Regions from separate parts of the Pan troglodytes genome. Here region 2 is linked to region 1. The links are chromatin contacts, called in public HiChIP or PLAC-seq maps. All regions are on one chromosome and are shown on one strand. The core of a region is the stretch at or near the end of the contact, and the rest is flanking DNA. Distances in the headings are between cores, read along the strand shown.

The links. HiChIP or PLAC-seq counts read pairs in DNA pulled down with a chosen protein or histone mark.
Region 2: a contact with region 1 is called in an H3K4me3 HiChIP or PLAC-seq map of stem cell-derived excitatory neurons, with 6 times the contacts expected there. The contact joins the promoter of CD164 here to the promoter of FOXO3 in region 1. A contact is called at or near these places in 1 of 7 Hi-C or Micro-C datasets (stem cell-derived neural progenitor cells) and 1 of 1 datasets of contacts at active chromatin or transcription factors (stem cell-derived excitatory neurons).

Annotation. Positions count from the first base shown.
Region 1 is chr5:120,474,767-120,477,524 of NHGRI_mPanTro3-v2.0_pri, reverse strand. It overlaps FOXO3 (forkhead box O3), which reads right to left and starts at 1,291. Exons shown (of 4, transcript XM_016956082.4): 1 at 1,036-1,291.
Region 2 is chr5:121,300,050-121,302,909 of NHGRI_mPanTro3-v2.0_pri, reverse strand. It overlaps CD164 (CD164 molecule), which reads left to right and starts at 1,575. Exons shown (of 5, transcript XM_009451804.3): 1 at 1,575-2,860.

The sequences.
Region 1 (2,758 bases), core at 42-2,541:
GGAGCCCCGTCCTCGGCGAGTCCTCGCCCGCTGCCGCCACCTCCCAGTCCTGCCGCGCCCGCCTCCCAGGAACAGGAGGACCTGAAGACGTGCGGCCAGCGAACCTGGCGCAGCAGACACCGCCCCCCGGCCAGGCCGCGAGGGAGCCGCGAGCGAATCGACGGCCTCGCGCGGGGCAGCCCCCTCCCCCCGCCGCCCAGCCGCAGGTCCCTCCCGGGCTAGGCGGCGGGGCGGGGAGAAGGGGGAGGGGCGCCCGGGGGAGGGGCGGCCGCGCCTTTAAAGCGGGCAGCGGCCGGAGCTGGCGCAGCCGAGCCGCGGTCAGAGCCCGAGCTCGGGTGTGCGTGCGTTTGTTTATGTTTCGCTCGGGCCCGCTCTAGTGCCTCCCGCGGCGCCGCCGCTCAAGTCTGTGCTGTCTTCGGCTCTTCTCCCCTTATCCCGGCCCGGCCGCCTCCGCGACCCCCCACGACCCCCCGTCACCCCCCACCCGGTCGAATGGCCCGAGCCCGGGGACTGCGCGGGCAGCTCCCTCTCCCCTCTTCGCCCGCGGGCCAGAGGGCGAACGGGGGTCTGGGCGCAGATGGGCCCTTGTCACTTCCAAAAAATAAAGGAAAGACAGAAAGAAGGGGGAGCAGCAGCCCAGCGGGTGTTCGCAGAGGTTCGAGCCCGGCGGGGACGGCCACTTCGGGGTTTTGTGTGGTTTGCATTCTCGCGGACGTCGTCCCCTCCGCCCCCTTCCCAGTCGGGATCCGGGGGAGGGAGCGAGTCGGAACATAAATCTTCCAACAGGTCGGGAAGCGCCAAGTCTCCCGGGCTGCTAGAAAACCCGGACCAGCACGTTCATCACCTCCTTGCTCCCGCTGCTGCCATCTTGACAGTTTCCCCCTTCCCCTGAGTCCTTTAAAAACACTAGCGGGCGAGAAGGGGGGCGCGCACACCGCGGCTCAGGGAGGGGAAAGGGAAGCGCCCGGCCCAGCTCGGAAGCAGATCCGGAGTCACCGGGAAGGCGGCCGCCCGCTGCACGGCTCCGGCGCCTACCTCGCTTCCTTCCCTTCAGGGACGCGGCGGGACGACGCACGATCCCGCGCGGGCCCGGGGCACGGCGAGGAGGGGGCGCGCAACCTCGGCGAAGGAGAAGCGCTCGGGCCGTCGCCGCAGCCCGCCCGAGGAACCGCCTGTCAGCTCGCGCGCCGCCGCCTTCCACATTCCTCCTCCTCCCTTCCACGAGCAGGGCGGCCGCGGCAGCAGCACAAAGTTATAGACACACGCAGGGCGCCTCAACCTAGGCTGACGGCGGGCGGGTCCCCGCCCAGGGGGAGGGCTGGGCGGCGGGCCGGGCGCGCGGCGGGCGTGCGTGTGTGAGTGCGCGTGTGTGAGCTCGCGCGCGCCTGCGCGGCCCGGCTCCGCGGGGCTGCGGGCGTGGGTGTCCGGGCGCGCGCCGTGGGCCGGGACTCGGCGGGCTCCCGCTGCTGTCCCCGCTGGGCTCCTCCTCCCTCCCGAGAGCCTCAACGACAACAAAGCGCGGCGCTGGCCCGGGAGAGGGGGGAGAAGGGAGGAGAGGAGGAAGAAGGGGGGAGAGGAGGGAGAGGAGGGAGAGGAGGGAGAAGGGGGAGCGGCAGGAGCGCACAGCCTCCTACGCTCCAAGGAGCGCAGCGGCGTGGCCTCCCTGACTCCGGGCAGGGCGCCTGGTACCAGGGGGTCCCTGGCCTGCGCGTCCGCCCGCCGGGCTCTGGGCCAGCCCCGGTGTCCGGTTCCCTGTTAGAACGCGACACCAGGTAACACCCGAGATAAGATGCTGGCCGCAAGATGGGCAGGGTTATCGCGGTGTGGAAATACTGAACGGCGAAGATGTTGGTGCCTGCAGAACTTCGATAAGCTGATGCTCACAGATTTCGATCAGGCACCAAAAGGTTTGCACTGAGTCTCTCACCTCGGACGGTGGACCACAGTCGTGTTTCACTTTTCATGGGTTTCATGGCAAACGGGGGAGAGGTGTAACTAACTCCGGAAGAAATGCAAATTTACCCCCGTCCTACATTCAAGAGCAGATTCCGAACAACTGAGAAGGGGAAATAATTTTAATCTAATTTGTAAATGACGACAAAACCGCTACGTGGGCATTTTTGACTTTTAAAAAAAGACGTATCCTTTAGGTTAAACGAAAAACATCTGCACAAGTCCTTATTCTACGATCCGTGCCCCAAATCGTTTATTTGTACTCTACGAATGCACCACACGCGACATGCACACCAAAAGTCTACACACTAGTTCATAAATATATTTTTTTAAAAATCCTTGTAAGTCACCGGAGATAGCTCAGAGTGTAGAAGCGGGCTTCTCAACGACCCCATACACAAAAAGGTCCAGCCCAGCGTACGCAAGAGCCAGCCCGCCCAGCCGCCTCCGGGCTCCGGGCTTTGCGCAGCGCCCGTCACTCAAGTGACGCGCGGCCCCGCCCCTGCACCAAGCTAGTTCGACGCGTACAAACAGATGATGTCATCGTATCCACACGCGCGTGACCCCGGAGCTCTCCGCCGCGTCGCCATTCGCTGCGCCGCTTACTCGTCAAGGCACGCCGCGCGCTGACTGGCCGCGGCCACCAGTCTCCAGGCCCCAGACGCCCCTCTCCGCCCCCCCGCCCCCGCCCCCCAGCAAATAATAAACAATCGAGTAAAATTCTAAGGAAGGAGAGAGAGGAGAGGGAAAAAGGGAGAGGGCGCACTAGAAACCAATCCTTCGCGCGCTGGCGGTGGGAGGGTTC
Region 2 (2,860 bases), core at 326-2,825, 830 kb before region 1:
GAATAAACTGGTGAGCACTATTTCTCAGTTAATCTAGTGAGAAAGACAACTGCTATATAATGCAGTATATGCTTTGTTATGGGCAAGTCCAGGGTGCACAGAGCAGGAACACCTTTTATAGTCTGGGAGTGGGGAGAAAGGGGTAGTTGAATATTTTAAGGATAGCTTAAGATGGGAGTGACAGCTTAGCTGAGAGACCTGAAAGAAGTAGGAGTTGGTCAGATGCCAGAAGGGAATAACAATATTCTAGGCAGAAGAAATAGCATGGATGAAGATCCACATGCAAAAGAAAACATGACCAGTTAGGAGAACTGGAAGTTCAGGGAGCTCTAGTGTAGACTGCATGGATGGAGTCAGAGCAGAGAGTAGGTAACAGACAGGTTGGGAAGGCATGGTACTGAGTCAAGTTATCTCTTCCAAGAGCTATATAACTGGAATACTGGGCAATGGAGATGATTGGCTGTGGCTCTATAGATCTGGCAATGTCCTGTAGGGTTGAAGCCTGAAACGAAGTCCTAGCAAACCAGCTCCACGTGCTAGGGATTCCTCCTTTTAAGTTCAAGTCTCCCTTGGCCCTCACACACTTGATTTCCCACCCCTGAATGCCTATAAGATTTACTGTCATATTCTTACAGTGAATGGATTCCCTTTAACATAAGCTAGTACAAGGGGGTTTGTACTTCTTGCTATCAAGTAGTGGAGGCAAAACTCTGATTATTAAGGGGCCACTGGATGTTAGTTATAGCTAGAAGGCAGGGTCCTGTTTGGAGTGTTGATCTGTTTATTTGGGGAAAGGTGCTGACACAAGGCTGAAGCATTGTTTAAAAATCTGCTGTTTAAAAAACTTAGAGGGAGCTTATACTGCTAGAAGATTCACAAGCGCAGAAGCACTCTGTCTTGCTGCTTTCAAGAAAATAAATGGTTAAGAAGGTCGCTCTAACAACCAATCGACAATCTAATTGCAAGCAATGTGTCTAAGAGGAAATAACCTGAGTGATGGCTGACCTTGCACACAGAAGAACTCTCTGAGGGTGCCTTTCAATTGTGATTTTATCCCCAGGAGACATTTAACAATATTGGGAGATATTTTTGGTTGTCACAACTGAAAGGTGGGGTGCTTCTGGTATCTAGTGTGTAGAGGCTAGGAATACTGCCGAATATCCAACAATGCACAGGACAAGCAAGAATGAGTCAGCCTGAAATCTTGATAGCGCCAAGATTGAGAAACCCTGCTTTATGACAACAATAAACAGAAGCTTACTGTCAGGAACTGAAAAAAAAAAAGCTGTCTCTCTGAAATGGTGAAAATGACTTTGGAACTCCCTTGATCTACCTCTACAGTTGCCATGCAAAATAAAATAAACCAATGGTTTTCTAGTCTTAAAACAAGAGCGTGAAATGTCCCTTTATCAGGACTGAGGAATATCTGAGGACTAGAGTTAAACATCCAGGTGACAAATTGTTAAACAATGGTCTGCACAGAGGAGTGTGTTTATCCTAGGGTGGAAAGAAGATAACACACCAAGCTCTGAGAACAGAGCTTCTATTTACATTTTTTTTTTTTTTTTGAGACGAGTCTCGCTCTGTTCCCCAAGCTGGAGTGCAGTGGTGTGATCTCGGCTCACTGCAACCTCCGCCTCCCGGATACAAGCGATCCTCCTGCCTCAGCCCTGCTAGTAGCTGGGATTACAGGCACGTGCCACCATGCCCGGCTAATTTTTGTATTTTTAGGAGAGACGCGGTTTACACCATGTTGGCCAAGCTGGTCTCAAACTCCGGACCTCAGGTGATCCACCCGCCTTGGCCTCCCAAAGTGCTGGCATTACAGGCGTGAGCCACCGCGTCCGGCCCCTATTTACATTCTTAACCTTAAAAAAAAATTAAAGTTGCCTTGCGCTTTCTTTTGGTCTGGGTGCCAGATAGTCAAGTGTTAAATATAGAGAGAGGCCTCCTGAGAGAAGAGCAGACACTTCTTTGAAGGGCTTATGGTGGGAGCTCACTTCCCTGACAGCATTCTCATGCTTCTGGGCTGGATCAGTCAAAACTATCAGCTTTTTGTTTACATCCAAGCAACACTACTCCAACTAGCGTAGTCATTGGAACAAATGTTCATAGTCCTGAGGGTACAGAAGGACGACACTGAAAAGATCCCAAGGGGAAATAAAATCTTTCTATTTGAGCAAAAAGGTAAAAGCACTATGTAGTCATCTTTTTTGGCACATCAAAAAAGTCATCGTGGCACATCAAAACAGACCTCACGAAAACAATTAATATTCCTATATTATTAGGATAACTTTGCATAATTAAAATTACATAAGTGTACAACAGCTGAAAACACAGCATTAAATACAACTTTTAAAGTCTAATTTTTACCATGTGATAACCGTATCAAATTTTGCGAATATTTTGTGAGACTTGGCAGTAGATGGCGCTCACCTTTACTAAAAGTCTGAGCAGCGCCTTAACACTAACAGGAACTTAAGAATCCAGCTCTGATGTCAGGCAATCCCGTGTCCAGGTCAGGTCACTTTTCTAAGTCTCAGTTTCCTCACTGGTAATGTGGCGGTGGGGGCCGCCCCAATGGCCTGGCAACTCAGACCGCTTTTGATTCTCTGACTACAGTGGTGGAGTTGAGACAGGTCTGCTGCTGCAACCGCCGTCTGAAATAGCAATCCGGAAAAGTCAGGTTGGGAAAGTGACAGAGTAGACGCCCTGCGGCTCTGATCCGGGCGGCGCCTCAGCTGCCCACACTATGTGGGCGGCAACGCACAAACTCCTTAACCACGTGGTGCCTCCATTCCCCTAGGGAGTCCCATCACAGGATAACTTCTAGCAAAATCAATCTTCAAGAAAAAAAGAA